Regions from separate parts of the Sus scrofa genome. Here regions 1 and 2 are each linked to region 3. Evidence: chromatin contacts called from public HiChIP or PLAC-seq and promoter capture Hi-C data. All regions are on one chromosome and are shown on one strand. The core of a region is the stretch at or near the end of the contact, and the rest is flanking DNA. Distances in the headings are between cores, read along the strand shown. Region 1 holds the start of XDH (xanthine dehydrogenase). Region 2 holds the start of MEMO1 (mediator of cell motility 1). Region 3 holds the start of YPEL5 (protein yippee-like 5).

Region 1 (4,810 bases), core at 1,646-4,145, 1.2 Mb after region 3:
GGCAGTCAGTGAATCCAGCTGCTTAGCCAAGGCCGCAGAAAGCTGCCTCTAATGTATGAAATACGTCTGGAAAGCCAATTCAACAACTATTTCTTAAATTTCTACAGTGTGATTACTGTATGTAACAAAGCTGTTGGAATTCTTTTTTTCTGTTGGAATTCTGGGCTGCAAAAGTCTTAGAATCACCAGTGCGGAAGTTCTGCCCTACCTCTTGGCTTGCTGCCAGAGGCCAATCCTGAGAGGAAGTTGGCACAGAGAGATAACCCTGCACCAGGAAGAGCATGGCTGGCCCCCTCCCCTAGTGTCACCAGTGATGCCACTCAAACTGAATCCAGCAGTCCTGGAAGCATCCATGTTGCAATGGCTCATGGAATTCCCCTGCTAGCCAGCCAAACACACACTGACAATGCACCAGACATCCTATGAAGCACCAGACGTCCTATGAAGCACATTTTAGTTCTTGTTTCCAAAGCCACCCAGTTTCTCAACTCATAAGTGCCAATATTGCAAAACCAATAAACCTGCTCTTTGATGAGTGGGTACAATCATCAGTCACATTGTCCACATAGCTGTTCACAAAGTGCCACTGCAGCTACCCTTTTCCTGTCCCTTTCATTCCCAAGTGGGGAGCTAAAGCAGACGCAAGCACCTCAGCAGTGGTGTAGGGAGGGCAAGAGGGCGAGGGTGATGGTGTCATGTACTTGCACCCACCCTCCCTGCACTGGCCTTAACATTTGCAAAGATTCTCTCCCTTCCAGTGCCACCAGGACTGGTACCCAGGTCATAAGACTTCCTCTGCCCCACCCCATCCCCACCTTCCCTAGGTCCCTGTGTACCAGTGAAGTTAATCCAAGTGGACAATTTTTATCAAAGAGATTTGTAATATTTATATGCACAACTAAATGTGGGGTGGCAAAAACATGCCCTTTATGAGACAAAAATTGTAGCTTGCCACAAGATGTCAGTATACATCCTCACACAAGATAGCTGTTCCATTTCTGCTGATGAAACATCAGAATCAAAGCACAGCAAAGAAAACCATAAAACAAAAAACCAAAAAGACCAACCTACGGAATGGGAGAAAATTGTTTCAAATGATGCAACTGATAAGGGCTTGATGTCTAAAATATATAAACAACTTATACAACTCAACAGCAAAAAAACCAACAACCCAATTGAAAAATGGGCAAAAGACCTGAATGGACATTTCTCCAAAGAAGATACGCAGATGGCCAATAAGCACATGAAGAAATGCTCAACATCCCTGATTATTAGAGAAGTGCAAATCAAAACACCATGAGATAACACTTAACACCAGTCAGAATGGCCATTAATAAGTCCACAAATAACAAATGCTGGAAGGGGTGTGGAGAAAAGGGAACCCTCCTGCGCTGTTGATGGGAATGCAAGCTGATACAACCACTATGGAAAACAGTATGGAGGTAACTCATAAAACTAAATGTAGAACTACCATATGACCCAGCAATCCCACTCTTGGGCATATATCTGGACAAAACTTTCCTTGAAAAAGACACATGCACCCACATATTCATTGAGCGCTATTCACAAGAGCCAAGACATGGAAACAACCTAAATGTCCATCAACAGATGAATGGATTAAGAAGAAGTGGTATATATACACAATGGAATACTACTCAGCCATAAAAAAGAATGACATAATCCCATCTGCAGCAACATGGATGGAACTAGAGACTCTCCTACTAAGTGAAGTAAGTCAGAAAGATAAAGACAAATGCCATAGGAAATCACTTAAATCTGGAATCTAATATATGGCACAAATGAACGTTTCTGCAGAAAAGAAACTCATGGACTTGGAGAACAGATTTGTGGTTGCCAAGGGGGAGGGCGAGGAGGAGAGGGAGGGAATGGGATGGACTGGGAATCTGGGGTTAATAGATACAAACTATTGCATTTGGAGTGGATAAGCCATGAGATCCTAATGTATAGCACAGGGAACTACATCCAGTCACTTGTAATGGAACATGGTAGAGCATAAAGTGAGAAAAAGAAAATACATATATATGTAAAAAAAAAAAAAAAGCTATGTGATGGACAGGAATTTGGGTTAGTAGATGCAAACTATTACATTTAGAATGGATAAGCAATAAGATTCTACTGTACAGCACAGGGAAATATATCCAGTCTCTCGTGATAGAACATAATGGGAGATAATATGAAAAAAAGAATATATATATATATATATATATATATATATATATATATATACTCATACACACACACGTATATATATATATAACACATATATGACTGGGTTACTTTGCTATATAGCAGAAATTGAAACAACAATGTATATCAACTATACTTTAATAAAAAAAATTTTTAAAGAATCAATGCTGAGTACATCTCATACTTTCACATTAGCAAAAAAACACATTCCTGCTCCTTTTCTCAGTAAAGAAAGCAACAAAAGCCTTAAGATACATTTGCCTAAACACAGAAAGAGAGGTGCAGTGGGTGACCTCCAGTCTTACCTAGAACCCTGCCCACCTTTCTCAGCTTCATGCCAGTGTCTCTACTACTGCAAAAGGGGCAGGGTGGCACAAGTGGAGCTCAGAGACACCTTGACATGTTTCTTCTTGCTTCCCTCCCCATCACTCCTTTGCCCCATGAATATCTTGACTGCGTTCTAGCACTAAGAAGGTCCGCTTCCCCAAGATTATCCCAGATGTAGCACAGCTCCAAAGGAAGAGAGAAAAAGGCGAACAAGTAAGGGAGAACACAGAGAGAGAGAACAAGAAGGAGCCTTTTCCAAAGGATACACATCCCTCCCAGGGAGCAGGGAAACCAGAGGAATGCTCAGCTGCTGCTTACCTTTTTGCCATTCACAAAGAAAACCAACTCATCTGCTGTCATTGTCATGAGTTGGGGGGGGTCCCCTGAACTGCAGGTGCCTCACGCCCAAGAGTCACTGCCAGTTATCACTGCTCTGCCACTTGAAAAATACGCCTCCCAATAAAATGGAATGAAGTCAGCCAATGGCAGGGACCCAGCTTAGAGCTTCGGGGCACAGAGAGTTCCTGGCAAAGCCACCAGTTTACATAATCAAGGAAAATGCAAACAATCATACACAGCACATCACGCCCCCGACACTTACATCAAAGAGCACAGAGGAAACCACGGGCCAATATCAGCAGGGGGATGCCTTGATGCCAGGGGACCGTGGGTCTCAGTCACAAGCCTCACAGAACTGCTTCATCCCCCCACTTGCTGAAGACCCAGGGGGGAGGGGCATGGTCACAGTCACAGTCTCAGCAATAGAGGTGATTCACACCCTCCGCGTCCACACTTGTCATTTTACCATTTAGGTTTACTGCGACCCACACTCAGCACTTCCATGCAGGACTCTTTTCCCCGCAGCCTGGAGAAATATGGAGTTACAAGATACAGATCAGATATAAAATCTGGCCTCTGACCTCAGCAGGTCACTTACCACTTTCAGAACTCACTGATTTTCATCCTGCAAATGGGCAAATGAATGACACCAAGAGCAAAAGGGCTGTATTTTGGAAATGCTTTGTAAATTTGCAAACAACCAAACTTGTATTATTATTACAAATGCATTCTCAACAGCACAAAAAAAAATAATCCTGATAATAAAACATCTGTGACGTTTTCCTTTCATTTCTGTCAGGGAAATGCCCTTGATTGAATTGTCAGCCTAACTCAAAAAATATTTCAAAATACTGTAACAAGTAAAATGTGCACCTCCCATAACCATAGGCCAAATTAATACAGAGCTGAAAACCTTCCCCAATCCAGTTCCCATTAACTCCTGGTATAAACACACACGTATATCACCCACTCAGACGGCACCAATGGGCTATCAAGTCCAGCACCCAACTGCCCCTCCCAACACCCACACACCCACACACCCCTCTGGTCGTCTTCTACTCAGCTAGCCTCTCTGGAGTAGGGCTATGAGGGAGGAAGAGAGCAGTACTGGGCAGGTGTACTTGGTACCAAAATAACTTGGAGAAACTGAAGATTGCCAGGACAACCACCATGTTTTCAACACAACACCCCTCACCACAACAGCCTTTATCTAAGCAGGAGATGAAACCCTAGTTGTAGGGAGACTAATCATCCCAGTTTGTCCCCGGATAGCTTGGTTTTAGCACTAAATTCCTGTAAATCCCTCAGTCCTGGGCAAACTAGCATGACTGGTCAGCATGAAACAGTCATTCTTAACTGGACAGGTGGAAGCCCATCCTAGAAGCCTTTTAGCAATGTCTGGGGATATGCTTTGGTGACAAAAGTCATCAATAATCATTTATAATAATAATACTGGAGAGTTTTGTTTGAGTCAAACTGAGAACTATAATCCAGAAAACAGTCTGATAGCTCTGAAAAACTCTTCCGGAGAAGCATGGTTTTCAGCACAGTTTTATAGCTTGTCAGAAAAAAATACATCTAACATGAGAGGAATACATTTCTTCATCATTTCAAAAAAAAAAGATCAGCACCTACACAGAGAGTCAGTAAAGCCCTGGCACCTGGGAAAGGAGACTTACCATCAAAAGAGTAGTAGCACAAGTGTAGAATTAATATTTATTTTTAAAACATACATCCTTGGAGCTCCTGTTGTGGCTCAGCAGAAGTGAACCTGACTAGCATCCACAAAGACGTGGGTTTGTTCCCTGGCCTTGCTCAGTGGGTTAAGGATCTGGCATTGCTGCGAGCTGTGGTGTAGGTTGCAGATGAGGCTCAGATCTGGTGTTGCTGTGGCTGTGGTGTAGGCTGGCAGCTGCAGCTCCAATTCAACCCCTGG
Region 2 (4,886 bases), core at 1,114-3,613, 1.7 Mb after region 3:
TTCTTCTTAGACTTGAGAAGATTAGTGAAGAAGACTTTTCAAGTCCAGAAGTGTGAACTATGCCTTATTTTACTAGACAAAGAATGTTCAAGAACCTATAAAAATTCCTCCAGAATCATTTGCCCACATTTCAATTCAAACCACAAAAAAGTTTAAAACACTTTTGAAAAGTACAGAAAACAAAAACAAATTAACCAAAGGATGGCCATGAAAGTGAAAACTGAGACTTTAACGCTTCAAAACACAATGCACAAAAAAAAGCTTAGTGATTTACAACCCTGAAAAGACTATTATTCATTGATAATTTTAATATTAATAATGCACTGATTGGAGGACAAACCCAGGAGCCACTGACTTCCATCACGCTTCAGCCACTCACTGGTTTGTACAGAGTCTTGGGAGCATCCCCATAAGCAGAAAAAGAAAAACTTAACTGACATTCTAAGGTTGTGAGAACTGATCAAATGTTTATGAAGTACTTTAGGACCATGAGGGAAGCCACTGTAACTATTAAAAGTCATCTGCTTAATGCACAACTATAGCTACCTGTTAAGCTTGCAAGTCTATATCATCATAATTCTTTGTATCTTCTTAACACAGCAAATATTCAGTGAGTCAGTAAAGTGTTTGTATTTAATGAGTTTAGCAACCTCAGAGAAATGAATTTTCCTCCAAATCTTTGTTTTCTCACAAAACATGTCACTATCCAACCCAGCTAACTGCAAAAGGAAGCATGATCCCATCCGCATTAAAGAACTGGGTCTAGTTATTGACAGGCCAACTGCAAATGACTGAAAACTCAGGAATCACAGTGCAACTTTGTCAACTTACCATAAATGTGACTCCTGAAAATAACCCCAGAAAACAGTCGTTCTAACAAGAGCTTTATTAAAGGGAAAGTCCCTACTCTCTCTTACATAAAGATCCCTAAAATGTTTTTGGACAGTGTCGACAGAAGACTATAAACTCTCTCAAAACCTGACCCAACGCGTTATTAGGTAGTGCCAGCACCTACTCGGTGTTGAGCGACTAGAGACTGGAGAGGCTGCTCAGGAAAAGTGCTGATGCCATCTCCAGCTGCCCCTTTCGTGAATGACAGTAACAATGAAAACACTGACAAAAGAGCTGGGAGGCCACCCCAAGCCTCTGCTTAGTAATACTTCTACCCTACCCCCAACAGACAGAGCTGCAAATCCCAGAAAAGGGCCTCTGCTCGCAGATCCCACATGCCAAGACCTTGCCTCTGGTCTGGCAACGCCAACGAGTACTACCCTTCGCTCTTCTCCAGCCGGCTGAGCACCTGAACGCTGAGGGGGAAATGCGGCCTCTCTTTTAAACTGCCAAGACCGCCTGGCCAGACACCGGCCGGCAGAAGCGGGCGTGCGCCCCGGGAGCCTGAGAACTCCCCGGTCGCGGGCAACGCTCGGAGCGCCGGCGGAGAGGAGAGGAAAGAAGAGGGGAGAAGAGGAAGGAGCGTCCCTCCCGCGGCCGGAGGGCGGAGGGTCGCTCGGCCCCGTGCAAACCGTCCTGCCGGGGGTGGCTGCGGCCCGCCGCCCGCTTCCCAAGAGCCGGGGGAGGCGATAAGTAGGCTCGGACCAGGAGCACATTCTTTCCTCGAGCCTGGTCCCGAGGGAGGGGGCAGGCTGCCCAGGCGGCAACTCTCCCCTCTCGCCCAACTCGGGGCAGAGCGTGAGGCCGGCCGACCCGGAGCTGCCCCGCGGGATGCCGCCCGGGTGGGGGAGGCGGCGAGGCCCGCCTCCGGCCCGCTCCCTCCCCACGCGGTCCGCGGCCGGCGGCCGTCCGCGCCCTGGTCCCTCCCGCTGCCGCGCGGGGCCGAGCCGCCGACCTCGGCCGGCCGGGCGCGGGGCCAGGCGGCAGCGGCGGCGGGCGGGCCGGCCGGCCTGGGGCCCTACCTGAGGCTGTGTACCAGCTCCCGGCGTGACTGGCTTCCCGGCAGACCACTCGGTTGGACATCTTGGTGCCTGTGCCGCCTATGGTGCACGAGGATGAATGAGGAGGCGGCGGCGGCGGCGGCGGCAGGAGCGGCTCCGCAAGGGGACGAGACACCGCGGGCCCAGCCCAGGAGGAGGCGGCAGCGGGGAGGGGATCAGCCCGGCCCAGGAGGAGGAGGAAGAGGAGGAGGCGGCGGCCGGGAGGAGGAGGAGATGGCAGCCGGGGCGGTGGCGGCGGCGGCAACAATCACCACAAACTCGGGCGACCGCCGGAAGATGAGGCCCGCGGCGGCTTTACCGAAGCCGGGAAAGCCCTGGCCCCGGCCCCCGGAGTCGCCGCTGCTCCCCAGCCGGGGCAGGTTCCGCCGAGCCGCCCCCACGGCCCCCTCCCCTCCGGGTCGGCCTCCCGGAGCCAACGCCGGTGACCCCACCCCCGTGACTCCGCGCCCGCCCCCTCCCCCCACCCCCGCGGGACTCCCCGCACCCACCCCTACCCCAGCGGGGCCCTCCTGCCCGCCCGGCCGCGGGCCCGCCGGCCCCGCCCCGCTCCTCCTCCGGCCGCGCGGCGAGGTTAACGACGTACACCGGACAGGCCAGACGGCATCTGGGGTCGGGCGGCCCCGCGAGGAGGCAGCGGCGGCTGCAGCTCCGCGCACACAAAAGCCCAGGGCCGGGGCCTGAACCGGGGAAGGCAGACCCGGAGAAGAGCCAACGCTTCCTTACTCGCCACTCTAACGAGTCCTGCCCACTGAGCATGCCCAGCAGCCGCGGCCAGGCCTGCCGAGGATTCTCAACGTGCACGCTCCGCTCTCCGGGGTTTAGTGGCAGCAGAGGCTGGGAGGGGGAGGGCGTGCGGAGCAGGACGCAGCCGCAGGGCAAGCCCCCTCCCCCAGCCAACTTCCTTAAACGAAGAGCACAGAGGACACGCAGAGGCAGCTCTCCACGCGGAAAGTCGCCCCGGTTTCCCCACCATAACAGGAGTCCTTAGTGGATACTTACCCCGCAAGGTTTCACTCCTTGGCATGCGTGTCTGCGGCCACGTTGGGAAGTGCATTTGTAGAAGCAGGAGCATGGTAGTGTGCCTGTGATCCTGCAAATACTAGTTTTTGCTTCAGAGAGCCACTTTTACCACCTAACCATGGCTTTGACACCGTAAACGGTTATCTTGTTTCAAGTTATATTTATGTAACTGCATGTCTCAACTCTGTAACGACTGCAGTGTGATATAACAGCCCTCAGTTATTCTCATCTCTAAAATAGGCATAACACTACTCAAGGTGCGTCCCCAGGATAAAAATCAATAAATGTAAAGGGTCTGATAGAGTAGTCATACAACAAACATTATTTCCAACCCCCCGTTATCTTTTTTGTTGTTTGTTTGTTTTTTTCTTTTGGTCTTTTCTATGGCCGCACACTCGGCGTATGGAGGTTCCCAGGCTAGGGGTCTATCTGGAGCTGTAGCCGACGGCCTACACCACAGCCACAGCAACGGAGGATCCCAGCCACATCTGCGACCTACATCACAACTCACAGCAACGCTGGATCCTTAACCCACTGAGCGAGGCCAGGGATTGAACCCACAACCTCATGGTTCCTAGTCGGATTCATTAACCACTGAGCCACGAGGGGAACTCCCTAACCTTCCATTGTCTTTTAAATCCCAATATTCCACCTAAGTATCAGGAACAAAGAATGACTTTAAAATTATACAAGAATCACAACTAAGTAGAATACCTTTGACCTCCGAGGAAATGTTGTTATGAAATACTTACAAAACTAGGAAGAGAGTAAGAAAGTTTCATACCCTCAATGAAAGACTTGGGGTTAAACCTTAAAATTGTTATATCTGAATTTCATATTAAACAGATTCCCCAGCAGAGTCCAAAGCAAACAACTGACTGCTTAATTTTCAAATTTTCCTAGTGTCATAATAATAGTTTGTTTTTGTTTCTTTTTTATTTTAAGGTAGTATCCTGTTTCTACCCCTCCTGCCACCTTTTTCGACTTTAAGGCCTAAGGATCTTGTGTAAGATGCCAGTCCTAAAACCTGGTCAACAGTGGAACTTCTGATTTTCACACCTTTTTTATACACTGTTTTTAAGCTAAAAAGAAAAAATCTCCAATCTATATAGTTCTTTTTTTTTTTTTTTTTTTTTTTTTTTCTGGCCTTGCTGGAGGCATGCAGTTCCCGGGCCAGGGATTGAACCTGTGCCACAGCAACAACCAGACCCACAGGGGTGATAACTCAGGCTCTGAAACCCGCTGAGTCATCAGGGAACTCTTTATTCACTTTTTGACCCTTTCACTTCACCACTAATCTGCCCAAATATTAGGATATTATGCTACACACACACACACACACACACACACAGGGCAAACAGTCAATTTAGGGATTAGAGAAAAAGAAGAGCTGAAGCTATTTCCCCGGTACTCTTCCTGGAGCACCAAAACTCACTGATAACTGCTGAAATGATAAACTTTTCATTGTAACTGTCAAGAAAAGGAAATTGATATGGTGTACAGACTTGATAGCTCTGTCACTCATGAACTAATATCTAGCCACTTAACCTTTTCAACCCACAGTTTTCTCATCTTTCAAATCCAAAGAAGGTAATATCTAACTTACAGGATCACTGTGAGAATCATTAAGTAAGGTACTAGAAAACAACTTATAAACTGTTGTTTTAAATGTTTATCATTATCCCCTCCTCCTAGCAGTAAACCTAGGTTTCACTCCAAACTAATAGTCTCATCTAAAATTAAGCTCCCCTCCTATTAAAATGCTCAATTGGAATCTTTTTCCCCAAAAGATTTTTCTTACTGATCAAACTCAGCAAAGACCACAATACCAAGCAAAGTGAAAGATTAAAGGATTTTCTATTTCTAGGATGTTTTTAATATCCCATCATTATTCCTCCTGTCCATCTTATTCTG
Region 3 (4,800 bases), core at 2,260-4,759:
CAATTTTCAGTCATCTTCCACATCCTTCAGTGCTTCTTTATTCTGCTCTTCACCATCACCCTCCATGTCTGAAGTCCATAGTGTCAGATTATCATGTGACAACTGCAAGATAAGTGTAGAGTCCTTATAGCTTTTTCTACTCAGCATATCCAGTTCTGCAATTGCATCATCAAAAGCTGCTTTTGCAAACCTGCAGGCACGGCCAGGGGAATTAAGAATTTCATAGTAGAATACTGAAAAATTGAGAGCAAGACCTCAGCGAATAGGAGGTGTTGGTGGAAGTTCTGTCATTGCAATATCACTAGCAGCTTTATAAGCCACTAGGCTGTTCTCTGCAGCCTCCTTCCTATTGTTTGCTGTGGCAAATTCAGCCAGATACCTGTGGTAGTCCCTTTTCATTTTATTATAGAAAGCCTTGGACTCGCCAGTGTTAGCTGCTGGAACGAGGTGTTTGTCCAGTACATCCAGAATGTCACAACAGATTAATTTTAGCTCAGTGTCAACCACTTGCCAATATTCTGAAATCATTTTTAGTTTGTCTTCTCCCTTGTTTTCTTCTTTCTGTTCAATGCTGCTGATTATTCTCCAGGAAGCTCTTCTAGCTCCAATCACATTTTTATATGCAACAGATAGGATGTTTCTTTCTTCAGCTGTCAACTCCACGTCCATCCCTGCTACTTTCTTCATTGATTCCACCATTTTCTCATATGGCTCAGCCTGCTCGGCCAGCTTCACCTGGTACACCAGATCCTCCCCATCATCCATTGCGGCAGCGGCTCCGGCAGGGTCTGCATGTCAGATGGAAGCATATAGCCTCTCAAACTTTCTCTTTTCTTTTCCATATTTGTTCTATTTTCAATGATAAATTATTTCTGATGGGCATACTACCATCAGTTCAGATCCATCATCTTTCACCCCAAGTCAATTTTCTTAACCGCCCCATACTTAGCAGAAATTATCCCCCCACCAATAACCTAGGATTAAAACCTCTGGTTTATCTTTGGAAATTCTCTCCTCTAAGTTCACCTACAGTCAATGAGTTCTGTATAGCCATTCCTGTTGAAGTTAAACCTGCTTTTCCAGTTTCATTACTATCTGCCTTCCTTTCCTCATATTTGGATTCTAACTCTGCACAACCACATTATCTAGATTAATCTTTCTAATGGAAACAAAGGTAAATTTGTAGATAAATGATATATTGACATGGAAGGATAGCTATAACATATTGAGCAAGTTTACAGATATTATATTCAATGTCTCTACTGTGACTTTGGGCAAGTTAGTTTATCACCGTGCCTCTGTTTATTTGTCTGTAAGATGTGGATAACATTACTTAGGTCATTGAATTGTTACGAAAAGTGAGTTAATTTTAAAGCACTTGGAACAGTAAGTGCTTTCTATGTATTTGTTAAAATAATAAATACCTTTCTCATTGTTTTACTTGGAATTTAAAGTGCTCACTTTGAGAAAAACTCATTCCTTGGGGTTTAGGCATTATATGCCCTTTTCTTTTTTTTTTAAATTTTTTGCTTTTGCTTTTTTAGGGATGTACCTGTGGCATATGGAGTTCCCAGGCCAGGGATCAGATCCGAGATACAGTTGTGACCTAAGCTGCTGCTGCGGAACTCTGGATCCTTAACCCACTGTGCCAGGCCAGGGATCGAACCTGTGTCCCAGCGCTCCCAAGACACTGCCGATCCCGTCGCACCAGGAGGAACTCCTGTATGCCCTTTTCAAATGATTACATTCAGAAATACTTGACCAATATTTTATCAATGAACACATGTTTTTTTTTTAAAAATTAATAGGAAAAGATTGAATGCAACCTATGTATTTGTCAGTAGAAAAAATAATGTTTTATACAGGATGAAGTCCTACTATGAAAAACTATGGAGACAAAGGCAAATTTGTAGATAAATGATATATTGACATGGAAGGATGGCTACAACATATTGAGCAAAAAAAGTAACTTTAAAAATAGAAAAGCAGGGAATTCCCTTTGTGGCTCAGCGGTTAAGGAATCTGACTAGGATCCATGAAGTTGCAGGTTTGATCCCTGGCCTCACTCAGTGGGTTAAGGATCTGGCATTGCTGTGAGCTATGGTGTAGGTTGCAGACTCTGGGACCTGGTGTTGCTGTGGCTGTGGTATAAGCTGGCAGCTACAGCTCCAATTCGACCCCTAGCCTGGGAATCTCCAAATGCCATGGCTACAGCCCTAAAAACACCAAAAAAAAAAAAAGAAAAAAAAAAGGTTCTTTTACCTTTAATGTTCAGGTTTTTATCTGAACTGAATGAAAATAGTTTGGGTTTGGTGAGGAGTCGAATGTTAGGATTTGCCTTCAAAACTTCTGTCCTGCTAGATAGCTTTAAGCACCTGGCAGATTAGTCTCAAATATTAGTCTTTTTTACCGGAGAAACAGGCATCCTCGACCATTACTTTATCCTGCAGGTCATCGAAAGACCATTAATGTAATTACCTGGGAAATTCTAATTTAATGAAACACAAAACCTTCCATCTTAAGTGTTGATGAAGATTAAGGGAGTAGTTACCCTTTTCAACAAACAAATCTCAGACTCTGAGGCAAAGAAAAATCTTGTAGAAAGACTGAATTTTCTACCTTTTTTTTTTTTTTTTTCGGCCGCATCCACGGCATATGGAGGTTCCCAGGCTAGGGGTCCAATCAGAGCTACAGCTGCCAACCTCCACCACAGCTCCCAGCAACGCCGGATCCTTAACCCACTGAAGGAGACCAGGGATCGAACCCGCAACCTCATGGTTTCTAGTCCGTTTCCACTGCACCACAATGGGAACTCCGAATTTTCTCAACTTTTTGATAATGACTTCCACTATCAAGAACGAACTCAGGGAATTGTAAATAAAATCCTTTCTTCAAGAATTCTATATGCCCAGTCCCAAAGGGTTTGAGGTTTGTAAATAAAAGGTGGCCCACTATAAGGCAGGTCAATAGTAAACAATCTCAAAAAAATGAATTACAGGGTCCATTTTAGGCACCTGTCTTGCCTACAAAAACAGCCTGTTGGTTTTCATTTCTCATCAGTGGGCCTCAGGAAACTAGGCCCTAGACACCACCTGGTGACGCTGTCTCACAGGTGCTGCAATTAGAAAGGCTGAGCAGTCGCCTTTAAGAAGCTGACTCACGTGGATGCTGTGTTGTGTGCTCTCAGCTGGGAAGGGGGTGGATCCTAGGTCTCTCCACATTGGCCACCTCGAGAGAGGGGGCCGAGTTAGTCCATTTGATTGGCTGTACGAGTCCAGGATGTTGGGTCAGGGGCGGAGCGAGTTGCCGGGAGTTAGCCAGGGATCTGCGCCTTCTGGGGGGGGTGGGCCAAGAAGCAAACCAGGGAGTGAGTGGGGGAGGGTGAAACCCAGAAGGGGCGGGGCCCATAGAAAGGGAGGGGCCTCGGAATGAAGGGCGTTCTGGGCCAACCAGGAGAGCCGACTGTTCGAGAGGCGGAGCTACGACTGGTGATTGACGGTGAGGCCCTACCAGGGAGAGGCGGGGCCAAGGCCAGGGCCTGACCAAACCTGGAGACGGGTGGCTGAGGGGCTTCATCTCAGCTGAGGAGCGAAGAGCCGTAGGTACCGGCGGATCTCACAGCAGCTCGGGGTGAGTGCACCGGTCGGGGGCTGGGTTCTGGGCTGGGTGGGGGCGAGACCCTCCTCCGGGTGGGCGGCTTGGAAGCACTGAGGGATCGGCCCGAGGCGGGGGGGGCCCATGCAGGAAGTATCCTTGCCTGGCTGCCTTCACCCCCGGGGTCCCAGCGCGGCCGACCCCCGCCCCTCTGGGCTGGCGCGGGTGGCTGGGCTGCGGGCTGACGAGCTGGCCTGTTTCCTCTTTGTGAGGCCCAGGCGCGGCGGCCGCGGTTGGCCCGCCCCCGCCGCGCAACCAGGGCGACTGGCGTGACCCCAACAGCCGCGACCCCCTGCTCAGCGCCCGTGTCCTCCCGCCCCGGCGCTGCCTCAGAGGCCCTCCCGGTCGCAGCCCAGGCCTCCGGCGCCCCCTCCGCGGGCAGTTGGGCCGCAGACCCCGCCGCCTCGGCTGCCCCGCCCCCACGGGCCGCGTCCCCGCCGCAGTGTCGGGGACGCGCCCCAGGCCCCCAGCCGCCACTGTCGTCCGAGAGGCCCGTGTCTGCTGCTATGAAGTGAAGTCCGATCTCAACTGCGAGATGTGCGGCCGAGATTACGCCCGTCCTTCAAAAGGCCCACATCCCCCGCCAGCTGGCACTTGCTACGGGCGAAGGGAGGTGTTGGCTTTTGTTTGCGGAGGGTGGATGTCGCCACCTGCCCCACTGCACCCCAGCAGACCCCTGGGCAGAGGGAGGGGGCCCCCGCCCGCTTGAAGGAGGGCGTGGCACGACTGTTGGGCAGCAATCGGGCGTCCGGGGCCTCGGGGCCGCCCGCTCAGCTGTTTCCGGCCAGTGTTTGTTGTGCCGGAGGAGGCCGCACCGCGCCGCGCTCGGCCCCGGCCCCTCCCGATTGGCCCGCGGCGTCACGTGCCCGCAATCAGCTGGGGCCAGCCGGGGCGGCGGGGCCTGGGCGGCTGCGGCGGAGCGCCCCCGGGGCGGGGGTCGCGCAGCAGACCGCAGCCCCCTGCTGCTCCGCGGCGAGCCGCCTTCCTACTTTCCTAGCTGGTGGGGCGGTAGGCCCGCTCTGGCCACCCCTTTATTCTGCACTCCTATGTAGGTAGGTAGGACAATGAAAATTCCGGACAGGGAATTAGAAAACTGAAATATTACAAAGATCTGTTTAATTTCAAGAGCTGTTAATCTCGCCTTCC

What was found. Promoter capture Hi-C pulls out the DNA fragments that hold promoters and counts their contacts. HiChIP or PLAC-seq counts read pairs in DNA pulled down with a chosen protein or histone mark.
Region 1: a contact with region 3 is called in an H3K27ac HiChIP or PLAC-seq map of alveolar macrophages. The contact joins the promoter of XDH here to the promoter of YPEL5 in region 3. A contact is called at or near these places in 2 of 2 datasets of contacts at active chromatin or transcription factors (alveolar macrophages and skeletal muscle).
Region 2: a contact with region 3 is called in a promoter capture Hi-C map of liver, with 5 times the contacts expected there. The contact joins the promoter of MEMO1 here to the promoter of YPEL5 in region 3. A contact is called at or near these places in 1 of 5 promoter capture datasets (liver) and 1 of 47 Hi-C or Micro-C datasets (embryonic fibroblasts).

Annotation. Positions count from the first base shown.
Region 1 is chr3:107,985,281-107,990,090 of Sscrofa11.1, reverse strand. It overlaps XDH (xanthine dehydrogenase), which reads right to left and starts at 2,895. Exons shown (of 36, transcript NM_001285974.1): 1 at 2,854-2,895. The coding sequence starts at 2,895.
Region 2 is chr3:107,539,953-107,544,838 of Sscrofa11.1, reverse strand. It overlaps MEMO1 (mediator of cell motility 1), which reads right to left and starts at 2,363. Exons shown (of 9, transcript NM_001244877.1): 1 at 1,914-2,363. The coding sequence starts at 1,974.
Region 3 is chr3:109,195,352-109,200,151 of Sscrofa11.1, reverse strand. It overlaps YPEL5 (protein yippee-like 5), which reads left to right and starts at 3,509. Exons shown (of 3, transcript XM_003354871.4): 1 at 3,509-3,630. It also overlaps the pseudogene LOC100621247.